2 separate regions of the Mus musculus genome follow, and region 1 is linked to region 2. The links are chromatin contacts, called in public HiChIP or PLAC-seq maps. All regions are on one chromosome and are shown on one strand. Each heading gives the region's core, a stretch centred on a gene start, on an enhancer-like site or on the middle of the called end of the contact. The rest is flanking DNA. Distances are from core to core; before and after follow the strand shown. Region 1 overlaps Phactr3 (phosphatase and actin regulator 3). Region 2 holds the start of Phactr3 (phosphatase and actin regulator 3).

Region 1 (6,810 bases), core at 3,201-5,700, 100 kb after region 2:
AGCTCTGATACAAACAAGGTGTATGTTTTCAAAAATTAAAGTTTATTGTGTGTGCATGCATGGTACTGGTATGGCGGTGACTGTATACCATCTACGGTGCACACTGATGTCAGAATTTGACTTTGTGGAGTTGATTCTCCCCTGCTAGACATGCCATTTGGCTGAGGTCACATGGCCTCACACTGTCACCAGATGGCTTTGCTGCTTCCCAGGCAGCACCAGTTCCTCTGGAGTCTTTCCTCCTTTAGACAAGGACCTGCAAGGTCTTCTGAAAGTTTAATGGAGCCAAGTGCATGGTGGCCTGACGTTCTTGTTTTGTTTTAATAAATTGGTTTGCAGCCCTCACCAATACCAGATGAATAAATTAGTAATATGTTGTCCCTCAGGGGCTGTTGGCTTGATGGACAGCAGGCTGGAGGGTCACTTTTTCTTATTTGTGGTTTGTTCTTATAGGGGGTCTCCTATCATTCACTTTTTCCTTATGGCAGTTTCAAGTTTGCCCAGTTTTGCAGGGTTTTGAATGGATGGTAGGATTTTAGCTCACAAGGAGCAGTGGCAGCTTTCAGCTCACCTCTGCATAGAAATGGCTGGAATAAGCCTGCTGTTTCCCCTGAGCATGGTCTTTAGGGGACTGTAAAAGGTTTAGAAGAAAAGGCCAGGTTGCAGAAGCACATGGGACCTGGAGGACTCTCTTCTGGTTTCTTCACTTGTCCCTGATGTTAATGAGACTGTTGTCACATTCCACTAGGGAGTACCCATTGTTTTCTACACACACACACACACACACACACACACACACACAGAGAGAGAGAGAGAGAGAGAGAGAGAGACAGAGACAGAGACAGAGACAGAGACAGAGACAGAGACAGAGACAGACAGACACAAAGATACACAGAGACAGAGAGACAGAGATAGAGGCACATAAAGTAGACACAGAGAGACAAACACAGGCACAGATAGAGAAACAGGCACAGATAGAGAGACAGAGTGAAGACTGACAAAGAGACAGAGATAAAGACAGAGACACACAGAGAGGGCTACAGGCAGAGAAGCAGACAGACAGACAGAAAGACACAGACAAAATTAGACAGAGACAGATAGAGAAAGAAAAGAGAAGCTGATGCTGAAGGTGGTGTTGAGTTGCTAAAATTCCTTCCCTCCTAAGGTTCCCAGGAACAAGCTGAGGCTGTCTGCAAAAGTTCCCCCTGGGGAACCAATAGGTTTACAGCTTCCTCATATAGCCCAAGGGAGCAGTACAATACAACATGCTCTTTCCTGCTCCCAACATGGAAGGAAGCTTTCTCTCCCTGTTTTCCATGGCTCCTGTGCTCCAGCCCCTCCCAAAGGCCTCCTACAGTTAAGGTAGATCAGCATACAACAGGTGATAGAGAACTTCTGTGACCCATCCCACCCCACCCCACCCCAACCCACCCCTCTGTGATGAATGTAAACAGTCAAGGAGCCCAGTTGGGGTGATGGTTTTGCTGGGGAGCTCTGCCTAATCCTCCAAGATGGCAATTGCTTGGCCTAGAGGACAGTCACTCACAACATAGCCAGCTGGAGCACCAGACACTGTGATTCCCTGTTCTCATGCATAATCCAGGGGACAGGGACAGGTTTATCTCACTCACCAGCAACAGGAAACAGGGGCTAAGCGGGTTGGAGTCAACTTCCTCAAATCTCAAAGTTTCATCAGAACTCAAACCCGGTGCACTCTGGCTCTTTGAACTGAGGCTTGGCCACACCAAGTAAAACAGGCCTGCAGGTCCCTTTCCCTGGAGGTCTCACTGGCTTTGTAAGAGGTCCTGTTCTGGTGTAAAAGTTGGTTCACCAATAAGACCAACTTGCTGATGGTCTGTGCCCTCTGTGGGATGCCATGACGGCTGTGCTGGGTCCCTGTGGTTCACGGGGTCCTGTCTTATCTCCAAAGCAGTTTAAACTGTGACCTGGAATGGGAATGGGCCAGACCAAGGGGTAGGAGAGAATTGCTCTCAAGGGGAAGAGTATCTAATGTTTGTTCTAGACACCAAAGAAAAGAGAGGCCATAGAAGCAAGAGGAGCCGCTTGTCACAGCAAGGGGTGACAAGCACCGCTAGAGAAGGATGCCAGGCTTGTGAGTTTCCCATCCGCTAACAGAAGAGCTTTAACAGGAGAGGGGCCCCAAACCCTGCTTCACCAGGACGTGAAGTCATGAGGTAAGGGACAGACCAAGTCCTTGTTCTTAAGACAATCCTGTTCCAGTGGGAAGGGGAGAGATGGCCAGGACAGAAAGTTCAAGTGGCTACCTGACCAGTAGCTGAAAGTGACCACAGAGAAGGGGTCTGGGGAAGCCGCGCCTTTGTTCAGTGGGCGCTCAGGTGGGGAGTCCTCAATTCAGTAGTGTTGGGTATGTCACAGAGAAGAGCCACTGCCGAGACTATGAGGTGGCCATGATGGGACACAGAAGCAGGATGTGAGTGTAGCCTTCAGTGTGGCTGGAGTGTACCACCCGCTCAAGGCAAGTGACTGTCAGACACAACCTATACCTTCCAGGGGAATCTGCATTAGTATTCTCTGTGCGTGGAGCCTCCAGAGAGCTATGCCTGAAAAGCACTGCGCTTGGTCTGAGTTTTTGACTATTTCTCTCTGGGTGATTGGGGAGCAGCAATGGATGGGGCTGAGGCAGGGGCAGCACCACTGTTGGCACTGCAGATGACAACAGACTGACAGGTAGAGGTGACTGTGGGAGGGGCCGAAAGGTCTAGAGACATTGGCAAATGCTGTGCCTGCTTTGACATGGAGCCTGTATCTGGACATGGTCTGGACCTCACGGAATGGAGGGCAGTGTTAGATCCGGGGTGTCCACATACAGTCAGGTCAGGAAGATCCCTGCCAGAAGAGAAGAGGCGTACGTGGGTGTCGTCTGGCTCAGCTATGGGACCTACAACACATACTCAAGTCCACGCATGTGCTATGTTGGGTTCTGAGGCATCTATGGGAGCTCTCACTGCAGCCTTCATCACAGGCTGATTTTAAATGTTTTCTTCACCCCAAAGGAAACCATTCATGTGTCCATTCATCCATTACGGAATCACACCCCATTTCCTTCCTCAGTCTATGAGCACCCAGGTACTCTCTGCCTCTAAATTGTCCTGTTCTGACCTTTCATAAAAATAAGAAAGTGTGTGGTATGTGTGTGTGCATTATGTGTGTGTATGTGTATGTGTGGTGTTTGTGAGTGTGTGTGGTATGTGTGTATCTATTGTATATATGTGTATAATGTGTTATGTATGTGCAGTGTGTGGTATGTTTGTGAGTGTGCCTGTTTGTGTGAATGTTCCTGTGTGTAAGTGTGGTGTGTGTATAAATGTGTGTGTGGTATCTGTGTGTATGGTTGTGTGTGTGTACATATGTATACATCTGTGGTTTATGTGCATGTGTGTGCATGTGTTATATGTGGTGGATGTGTGTGGTGTGTGCATGTGTGTATATGTGTTTGTGTGTGGGGTGTGTGTGTGTGTGTTTATGTGTGTGTACATTTGTCTGCATATGCTGGTATGGAAGCCCATCCCATGTAGAGGCCAGAGGAGGACATCAGTTGTCCTGCTCCATCACTATCTGCCTGATTCTCTTGAGAATGAGGTCTCTCCCCCATCCTAGAGCTGAGCTGGCAGCCAGTCAGCTCCAGCTATCTTCCTGCCTCTGCCTCCCACAGTGCTGGGGTTAGAAGCCATGCACAGCCATACCTCAGTTTTTCCTTAGGTGCTGGAGATTTGAACTCAGAGCCTCACACTTACAAAGCAAGTGCTTTGATCTGAGGCGTCTCCTTAGCTCGGTGTGTGGTCCTTTATGATTTAGGTATTTTGCTTGGTACCCTGTTTTCAGGGTCCAGCCATGCTGCAGCCTGCTGCCGCTCTGCTCCCCCTTATGGCCGAATCTGTCTATCTATAGATTAGCTGCACTGTGTGTCTCACTGCTGAACTTCTGGGCTGTCTCACCACATGGCTGTTAGGAACAATGCTACCATGGATATTTACATGACAATTCCGTGTGGATTGTGTTTTCAGGAGTTGGGCTGTTAAGTGGTAACTGTTCGTCGTTTAAGGGAGCTGCCAGCCTCGGCTTTTGAGCCCCAGTTCCAAGTCCCAGATATGTGTGAGGTTCCGGACATCTCTGCCTCACCCTCATTCACAGCTGACCGAGATTTCTCTGATAACTCCACCATGTTGAGGAGTTAACCATGGCAAAGCTAGCCACCCCAGAGAACGAATGGGCTCAGGAGCGGGGTCCTCTTCTCTGTCTTTACTCAGACTTGTTTCAACCTGAAGCAAGGGCTGGCCCTCTTGGCCTTGATTACATTTGCCTGATGGATGAGGGAAGAAATCATTTCCAAGGCTGAGACCCTAGTAGTCCCCAGTGGCTCCATTTGGCTGAAACATTAAAACCACAAGTGCAAGCTTTCCTGCTGGGCTACAACTGTGATCAAAGACCCTTTGTACTGTACCAGCAGCTGGAGAGTGAGGAGTCAGAGGGAGGCGAGGTGGCTGGGCCAGTCTCTGCTGTGTGCACAGAGCAGCTGGCCAGTGTGTGCCTTCTTTGACTCTGGTCTAAGCACCTCTGCTTTGGGTGGCTTCGGGAACTGGTGCTGCTTCCTTACCTGGAGAGTCCTGAAGCCTGTGGTGCTTGGGCCCCTGTGGAGGCTGATGCATCCAGAGCCTTTCCGGGGGTGGGGGGTGTTGTCTCTGGGATGTACACTCAATGAAAACACACATACTTGACCTCTTTGACCTCCAGGCCTTTTCATGCTGTAGAGAGCAGAGTGGGTCAGCTGAATATGTTACAATTTTTTTTAACTTTTTATTATACTGGATTGGTTTATGGTGTCTTTTAATCTTTATGTATGTGTGCAGTTAGGAACTGTGTGTGCTACATGCACTCGAGCCTGTGTGTGCGTGTGTGTGTCTATGTACATGAACATGGAGTTCAAAGTCAGAAGATAGCTGGTGTCTTCCTTTGTAGTTATCCAGCTTGTTGCCTGGAGCCAGGGTCTCTCCGTGAACTGTTAGCTCACCCTTGAGGCGGGATGGCTTGCTCACCAGCAAGCGCTTGGGATCTATCTTTCTGTGATGCTCAATGTTAGGGTTACAAGCTTGCGAAGCCATGCTCAGCCTTGCAGATTCAAACTCAACCTTGTCAAGTGAGTACTTGACACACTGATTCCTTGCCCTGGCCTTTGATCAAATTCTTAATAAAAATAAGTAAAGGTTTAATTTGATGGCATTGAGTGAAGTGGTCTTGCCATACTGTAACACCATGGCCGAGGCCAGATCACTCCTGTCACTTTACAGGAAGGGACTCTCCTTGCCCTGTCTGGATGGCCACTAATCCTGTCTTGATTCTTACAATGGGGTCCTGAGCTCTTCAGCCATCTATCTGTTCTGATTCCTCTCTGTACTGCCAACCTCAGGGGCTCTGTACTCTCTGCTTCCTCAGCAGAGGACATGTGTCCCCCTGGCCACCTCAGGTCGCCAGGAGCACGAGGCCCTGCGTGTGAGTCAGGTATGCACTCAGCTGCCCGGGGCTCATATCTTGTGGCATTGGTGGGAGAGTAGTTCTCACCTGTGGGAGATTGTGCACCCTCATGTGTTAGTTTGAAGGCAAAGCTCAGCAAGGTGTGCAAAGGACTTAGCACAAAGTCAACTGGCGTCAGAGGCTCAACTGCTAGTCACCTTCTTACTTTGGGACACTTGAGGTCAAGTTCATGCCACAGTGATGCGGACAGCTTGTGACATTCAGTACATGTGTGTGGCCATCTAGTCATTTTCTGTGTCTCTCTAGAGTGCCCCATGGCACCCAGGGATGATACAGCCCCTCAGTTTCCCCAGTCTCTGGCAGCCACTCATGCTTTCTGTGTGTGTGGCTTGACCTACATATGAACTCTCAAACACACAGTCTCTTATGATTGTTTTTTCATCCTCTTTTTTCCGTGGGGACTGATCTAGGTTGTAGAATGAACCAATCTGTCCTGGTGAGTCAGTAAGCCCAAGTAGGCCATCGGGGAAGAGTTCAGCTTAGAATTACTCACCATCCCAGCAATTCCAACACTTCAGATGCGTGAAAAACCTGAAACCAGAAACTCTGGAGACTATGACAGTTCAGAAGTGCTTATCAGCAATGTCACAGCAGCCACAAGGGCCAGCTCCCTAAATGGCAGTCACATGGGCTCACAGATGGGACATGACCTCACAGTACCTTTTTGTTACATTTGATTGTCTTTGTTCAAACTTGGTTAGTGCCTACTGGCTACTGGTTCTCCATTGTGTTAGCTTTCCATGAAGTCTTTTCCTGGTGAAGTGACCCATCATTTTCTAACCACAGAGACTGCCTCAGTGTTTCTCCTGAGTCCTTACATTTGTGAATTCATCCTCACACACACATGTGCAGAGTTGAGGTATAATGTGGGGTGCTGAGAAGTGGAGTGGTGGTTTAGAGTTGAGTTACTATACAAGGTGCTGGGGTCCATGTTTAGGACTTGTGTGGGGTGCTGGAGTTACCATCAGTGTTTGCCTCCTCCCAGGAGAAGGAAGTATTGTTTTGGGTTATGGTGAATAGCCTGCTTGTAAGACTGCCAATCTGGGGTCTAGTGCTGATGAGGAACTTGAGGAAATTTGTGAGGTCATGGGAGAGATGAGAAGATTCCCAGGGTTTGAGGACAGGGCAGTACCATGCAGTCTCATAGGTAGGGGGCTGCAGATGTGGATATGTGCAGAAGGCACAGAAGGTGGGCATTGACGAGACCAGTCCAGCTTGAGGAAGGTAGACACCACGAAT
Region 2 (6,504 bases), core at 834-3,333:
GCAGGTGTAGCCACACAGACGGTGCTCAGGAAATCTTTGATAGACTGGCAGACACATCTATGAATCAGCACTCTCTGTAAGAATGTAGCCTGCTCGGACAATGTGGGAGTGAACTGGTCCTCCTGTGGGCTTTTCCTTATCTCTTCTGGGTTCACATACTGTGTGTCAGTGTGTGTGTGTGTGTGTGTGTGTGTGTGTGTGTGTGTGTGTGTGTGTGTTTCCAGATGCCCTGGGGCAGCCACATTGGTCCTCAGGGTTACTCTAAGTTGGGGAGAAACAGCTTTAGGTTTTCTAACCCAGGATACCGTTGTTCACTTGATTCTGAAGGGGGGACAGGTAGGCTGCCAGGTGAGAGCCTCAGCAGGTGAGAGGGGAAATCCAAGTGCTCTTCAGACCCAACATCAGCCTAACACCTCCATGCACATTTTAAAGGAAAAAAGAAAACTTTTCTAAAATAACTGGCGTACTACAAAGCTCACCCCTGTAGCATGTAGACGTCTGTGGATTTTTAGTGAATGTAGAGTCAGGAAACTGTTCCCACAGGCCAATTTTAGATTATCCTGAGTATCTGGGGTTACCTCAAGGAAACCGTGCACCCATTTGGCTATAATCTCCTTCCTGTTCTGCTCACTGCCCTGTCCTGGGCACCCACAAAGCCTCACTTTTATCCTTCAATGCCTCTTTGCAATGGGGTCAGAAGAGAGAGAACATCTCATGCTGTCTTCTCTCGTGCGTGTGTCTCCTGGCCTGCCACGATGCTTACATCTCACTCTTTTTCTTGGAGATAGGTTTTCACTGTCTAGCCCCTAGCTGGGGTGGCTCCAAAGTCATGAATTCCACCCCAGTCAGCCTCTGGAATGTGGGGATTACAGGTGGGAGCCACCATATGACACTAATCAGTTGACAGATGGCTGGTTTGCTTGTGTTTTTGGACCACCATGAAGGGTGGTCTCCTGCTCAGTCTTGAGGTGCATCTAGTTCATTTATTCCAGAGAGTTTATGGAAAGGAGGGAGGGAGGGAGGGAGGGAGGGAGGGAGGGAGGGAGGGAGGGAGGGAGGGAGGGAGGGAGGGAAAGAAGAGGAGATTGAGCTCCCACTCCAGATTACTGAGGCCGGGAACTTCTTGGACAGGGATCTGCACACCAACCAGGAAGCCACATCCTTACAATGTGTGTGCCAGCCAGGGTCTGAGAATGACCTAGTCTACAATTTAAGGCTCTCCTGCCTAGTGTGTGCCCAGTGATCAGAAAGAGTGGGTTTTCTATGCTGCTTTGAATTTTAGAACTTTATTTTGGAACTTGAGCCATCATCTGCCCAAGAGTGAAGTCTAAGCACTTTTCCTATTTCTTGCAGTATCCCCTGGGCATCTTCCAACCCAGCGAGGTGACACAGCAAGGTCCCCGACCCTTATAAGACTTTCCTTTCCTAGTTTTTCCCACTGCAGGGGAGAGGAGTTGCCAGCTCACCTCCAAGCTCCTCCTAGGAAAGGGAGAAAGGCTTCCTTAGGCAAGGGGGAGGGAACTTCCTTGCTGTTCCCTCTAGTCCTTGGTCCCCTCAGTTTCCTTAAAGGTGAAACTCCCTGACAGGCACCTATGCCTATGGGCTAAGGAATGGATAGAGGGGAAGAGAGTAGTGCCCCACAGGTCCTGACCAGGCACTTGATGCTGCCCCCTTTTCGTTGTGGATAGGTGAGCATAGGGAAGACCATGTCATAACCATCTCCAAGAGGAGGGCCAGGAAAACCAGCCGCCAGGATCTGCCTGGAGAGTGCCTTCAAGGGAGGCACCGCCCTCGCCTCAGGGCTCCTCCTTTCCTGTTGGTGGAGGGCGGGGTGGGAGGAAAGACTGGGGAGGGGGGAGAGGGCATGTGGCTGCTTTCTGTCCTAGAGCCCCAGGTATGGTGGTGGGCGGATCATAACCTACGATCCAGTCCATATGTCTCCCCGGCCTCTGACAGTCCAGGTATTTGAGACCCCTCCCCATCACCACTCATTCTCACTCCCAGCTTCGTGACGTCATGCTCCTCCCATGGCATGATGGGAGAATCCTAATGTTTTCCAACAGATGCTCCAAGAACAGCTTTCAGATTAAAGCAATTGCAAGAGCAAAGATTCTCCTTTTTCCCTTTTTTTCGGGGGGGTGGGGGGTGGGGTGGGGGGAGGGAGCACCCCCAGACATTCCTGGACATCTCCCCCAGCCCCAAGCACGCCATAAACACTGACAAGAAAAAGTTTTTATTTCCTGGTTCAACTTTTTTTTTTCCCCTGGAATATAAGCAGAAGAATGGGAATAAATACGAATAAATAACAAAGCGAGGCCGCGCAAGCCGGGATGCGCCTGGCTGCAGCCTGCAAGGCTTTTGTCTCCCCACCCTGAAGCCAGCCTGGCGTCCTCCTCCGTTCTTTTTCTTTCCTGGTCCCTTTTGCTTTTCCTTTTAAAAAAGACGCCCTCTCCAGCCCCCTCGCCGGTGACCTTGGCCGCCTAGGATGCTCTGATTCCGCATCTCCCTCCAACTTGCCCCTGCGTCGCCTTTCCCATGGCCGCATCCGAGGACGGCAGCAGCTGCCTTGTGTCGCGGGGCCGCTCGCAGAGTGACCCCAGCTTCCTCAGCGACTCCTCAGCCACCTCCACGGACGCCGGGGAGAACCCAGGTACTGGGCCCGGCGGGGGCGGCCAGGCGGGGTGGGGGAGACACGAGGCAGGTGGCATGGGGACCATGTCCCCACGCGCCACAGCTCCCCCCGCCCCCGCCTTTACTGGGGGGGACAGCGATCCGATTCAGGTGCCACGAGGGCCCGTGATTCCTGTCCCCAGCAAACAGGGCTGCCTCGGAGCCCTTTGTCCAGAGAGGAACCGCTTTGCTGGTAGAGCTAGGTATTCTGCAGTGTGCTCTGTTGGCTGGCTGCTGGTCTTTGAACCCCCAGTAGGGAGTGCCATGGTGGGCAGCTGACTGACCAGTGGAAGGGTCTTCGTGTCACCTCCGCCCAGGGCTGGTGCCTACTCTGCCCTCTGTCCAGGCCCTTCTATGGTCCTGTACAGGGTCCCCACCCGAAGGATCAGGGCAGCAGTACACTCCTGCAGCCACCGTGCCCAAGGCTGTCAATGGGCACCAGGACTCCAGCCAGGTCTGGCGCACCTGGGCGCGCCCGCCTCCCGGGACAGGTGTGCTGGACAGAGCTGCTGTGGGGAAATGAAGGGTGTGAGGCCAACGGGCATTGCCGGGGTTTCTTTCTGCTCTGTGTCCACTCTTCCACATTCAAGGCAATGTGGATTGTTTAGGTGATAAACAGGTCACAGAGGCATCTATGTGGCTTGATTGATGACTTTCCTTGGGACCAAGAAAGGCCTAATGAAGCAGGAGGGGGTGGGCTGTGTGCTCTGTCACCATGGAGACGCAGGAAGCAAAGTGATCATTAAAACCTTTCTCCACCAGAAGGCAATTTTCACTTCTGGGGAGAAGTCAGAGCTTCTGAAATGGATCTTTCAAAAAAAAAAAAAAAATCAGAGCTGGTGTGTGTGTCAAGTGGAGGGGCTCAGTTCTGTGTCTTCATGAGGTGCAATCCCTCTTAGTTGCTGTTTGATAACACCTTGCCTTGCCTTCCTTTGTACACTTCTCTTTAAATCCAAGGACTCATGAATGGGGGCTGAATGGTGTTAAATGATTGTTAAATAATGGCATTAAATCCCAGGGGCCAGCAAAGACTGCCTTTGTAGGGAGAGATTCCATAAGAGCTATACTGCCCAGAAAACCCCCTTTTAAAAAGTAGCTCTGAGGGACCCAAAGTGGAAGAGTGAGGGGGAGGACGGAAGGAGCTGAAGGGGATTGCAATCTCACAGGAAGAACAGCAATATCAACTAACTGGACCCCCACGAGCTCCCAGGAACTAAACCACCAACTACAGAGTACATATGGAGGGAGCCATGGCTCCTTGGTCCTGTGGAGGCCCCAGTGTAGGGGGATGCTAGAGTAGTGAGGTGGGAATTGGGGGGGGAGTGGATAGGGGAGTACCCTCATAGAGGTAAAGGGCAGTGGGGATGGGATGAGAGGTTTTGTGGAGGGGAAACCAGGAAGGCAACAACATTTGAAATGTAAATAAAATGCAATAACCAACATAAATAAATAAACAAAAATAAAGTAGCTCTGTGGGTACCAGGACCTGTTATGGAAATTTTAAGCCATAAACCCACCGAGTCTTATAAGATGTCTTTGTTAGGACTTTGGCAGAGTCAGTCACATCTGCTCACCTCAATGTGCCAGGAGAGGGAGTCCCTGACTCTAGGAGGGCAAGTTGATTTCCATAGTTTCCAGGGCAGGCTGCAGCAAGCAGACCCTTAAGTCATTAATGAAGTCTTCCCTTAGTCCTGTGTAACACCCATGGCAGATAGCTTTCCTAGCTCTCAGAGATACTGTGGAAGGTGAATGGTCCCTTACCAGACAACTACTTCCACTCCTTTGTCTCTTTGGCAGTAAAAAGAGGCAAACTTGAAATGATGGTGGATTTAGCTCTTTGGCTGTCCATGAGCTGATGCATCCGTGGGAGGCAGTAACAGGTTTGGCAGGTGGGCTGCTATCTGTCCACGAGGGAGCAGGGAGGAGGGCTCCGACGCCCAGGATGAAATCTAGCATGGGAGGACATGTGCTGGAGCCGTCGACAGGTTAGAATGGTTAGAATGGAGCCAAGCGAGCAGCTATGGGGGAGTGAAAAGTCTAAAACTCTATGAACTGTAGGGCCAGGTATTGAGCATCTGTGGATTGTGTTCAGCAGTGGAGTTCTGGCCAAAGAGAAAATCTTCAGGTTGAGAGACATCCACAAACCTGAAACAGTAAGGGTGGGGTGTGGAAGGTGCTTGCATATGTGGAAGGTTGTGGGAGACAAGCTAAATGTGATGTACCACCTGACTGCCTGGGATGTGCCAGGGCTTCCAGAGAGTCTGATGTTCTAGTCAGTTCTTGTCACAGCCCTTCATTTGACCCTCCATGCAGGTTCCCTTCCCTCTGGCTACCTGCTGCTCTAGCTGGGCACTCCTGAATGCTGAACCCAGCCAGTAGCGGCACAATGGCCAGATTCAGGTACATAGAAGAATGGCCTACCTCCATCTAGAGTCTTTGTTTTTATAAAACAGTCCTAAATTGCTTTTACCCTTCCTCAAGGCATTTTGAATTTAACGACATTCTCTTAGTCAAATCTCAAAAACGTTCTTGGAAAACCAAGCTCAGGCTGCTTTGGCCCCTCGTTCTCCCCATCAGTACTACCTTGTAGTCCCCCACTCTGATATTTGCTCTTCCCTTCCTGATACAGGACCAGATGGGTGGAAAACAGCCACAGGGGTGTGGCATGTGGGCAAGTCTTCACTGTGTGATCTAATTGCCTTGGCTATGGGGAGCTTACCATACCACTGTGTCTATGTCTGTTTAGAGAACTCTCGCCCTGAGGAGATGTAACTGAATGGCTAGTCCTTCCCTCTAGAAAACCAATGACTGATCTAGACACAATTCTATCAAAATCTAATATGGAAAAACCTGAGAGTTTATTGGGTTTCCTTACAGAACATAGATGAGTGGCTACTTACGGGAATGTCGGCAACTTCAAAACAGCTCCACTACCAGAGGATCTAACCCCAGCATGGATAACAACTGCATGGCCAACCGTCCAGGGTGGATGAATGGAGTTCTTTACCCCTCCATGGTCTCATATACTGTAGCACTTCCCAAGGCTACAAGGTCACATTTCATTAAGGACGTAGGACAGAATTATATACAACTAACAGGGAGAGGAGGAGAGGAGGGGCTGGGATCTCAGGTCGGAGTTCATTAGCCCTCTAGCCCCTCCTCTGTAAGAGAATCTTTGCAGTCAATGCACCTGACCTCAGGGGTCTTTTGCAGATAGTCCCAGTAGATGGGACAGAGATAATACCTGTTGTACTCAGAGGACAGCATTTCCCAGCCGCCTCCTCTCTGTAAGCAGTCATGCAGCGATAGTCTGAGGAATGTGCTTTCTAGTTTAGCTGTGAGGAGTTGTGTTGTGTCCCGTGTTTACCCATGGTGGATAACATGGTGCTGGTGTCCTGAGCAAAGTCTGATTAGTGCTCTTATGATAGCCGGATGCCAGCTCATGGGATCTCCGAGCCATAGGAGTCCACACTTGTTACGGTGATGACATTGCCCTTTCTGCTCAGTATATACTGTTTCACACTTCTTACGGGAGCTGTTGCAGACGGTGACACTACCTTCTGCCCCAAATCTTGCCAATACCCCAGGTCATGAGTTTGTGTTTCTTAGCACGAAGGGTGACAAATGGGATCTGTGATAACTTGCAATTCCTCAGTTGCACTGAGCGTGTTCTTGTGGCTTCCTCTTGTACAGTTTCTCAGCATCCCCCTCTGTGCCGTGGACCGGCTTGCAGGGCTCAAGTTACTTCCCCCAAGTTGGTTGTCCCTGTGTGTCAATGTCTCAGCTCCAGTCATGGCTCCTTCTGCAATTTGCAGGGTTCTTTTTGTAAATTGT

What was found. HiChIP or PLAC-seq counts read pairs in DNA pulled down with a chosen protein or histone mark.
Region 1: a contact with region 2 is called in an H3K4me3 HiChIP or PLAC-seq map of neural tube, with 2.9 times the contacts expected there. The contact joins the enhancer-like site here to the promoter of Phactr3 in region 2. A contact is called at or near these places in 2 of 15 datasets of contacts at CTCF or cohesin (both in embryonic stem cells), 28 of 484 Hi-C or Micro-C datasets (the CH12 cell line, ECoMG myeloid progenitors, the N1E-115 cell line and 17 more), 15 of 115 datasets of contacts at active chromatin or transcription factors (SST interneurons, VIP interneurons, craniofacial prominence and 10 more) and 2 of 9 other capture datasets (embryonic stem cells and pancreatic islet).

What each region holds. Positions count from the first base shown.
Region 1 is chr2:178,237,066-178,243,875 of GRCm38.p6, forward strand. All of the region lies in intron 1 of Phactr3 (phosphatase and actin regulator 3), which reads left to right. Among named protein-coding and RNA genes, the nearest start is that of Phactr3, 99 kb to the left of the region's middle. Within about 2 kb of position 4,451, at least 30 of the 459 cell types and tissues checked have an H3K27ac peak or open chromatin away from gene starts, as enhancers often do. A contact at or near this core is called in cerebral cortex, embryonic limb bud, neural tube and 1 more, where this site is marked.
Region 2 is chr2:178,139,850-178,146,353 of GRCm38.p6, forward strand. Phactr3 (phosphatase and actin regulator 3) reads left to right here and starts at 2,084. Exons shown (of 13, transcript NM_028806.2): 1 at 2,084-2,650. The coding sequence starts at 2,536.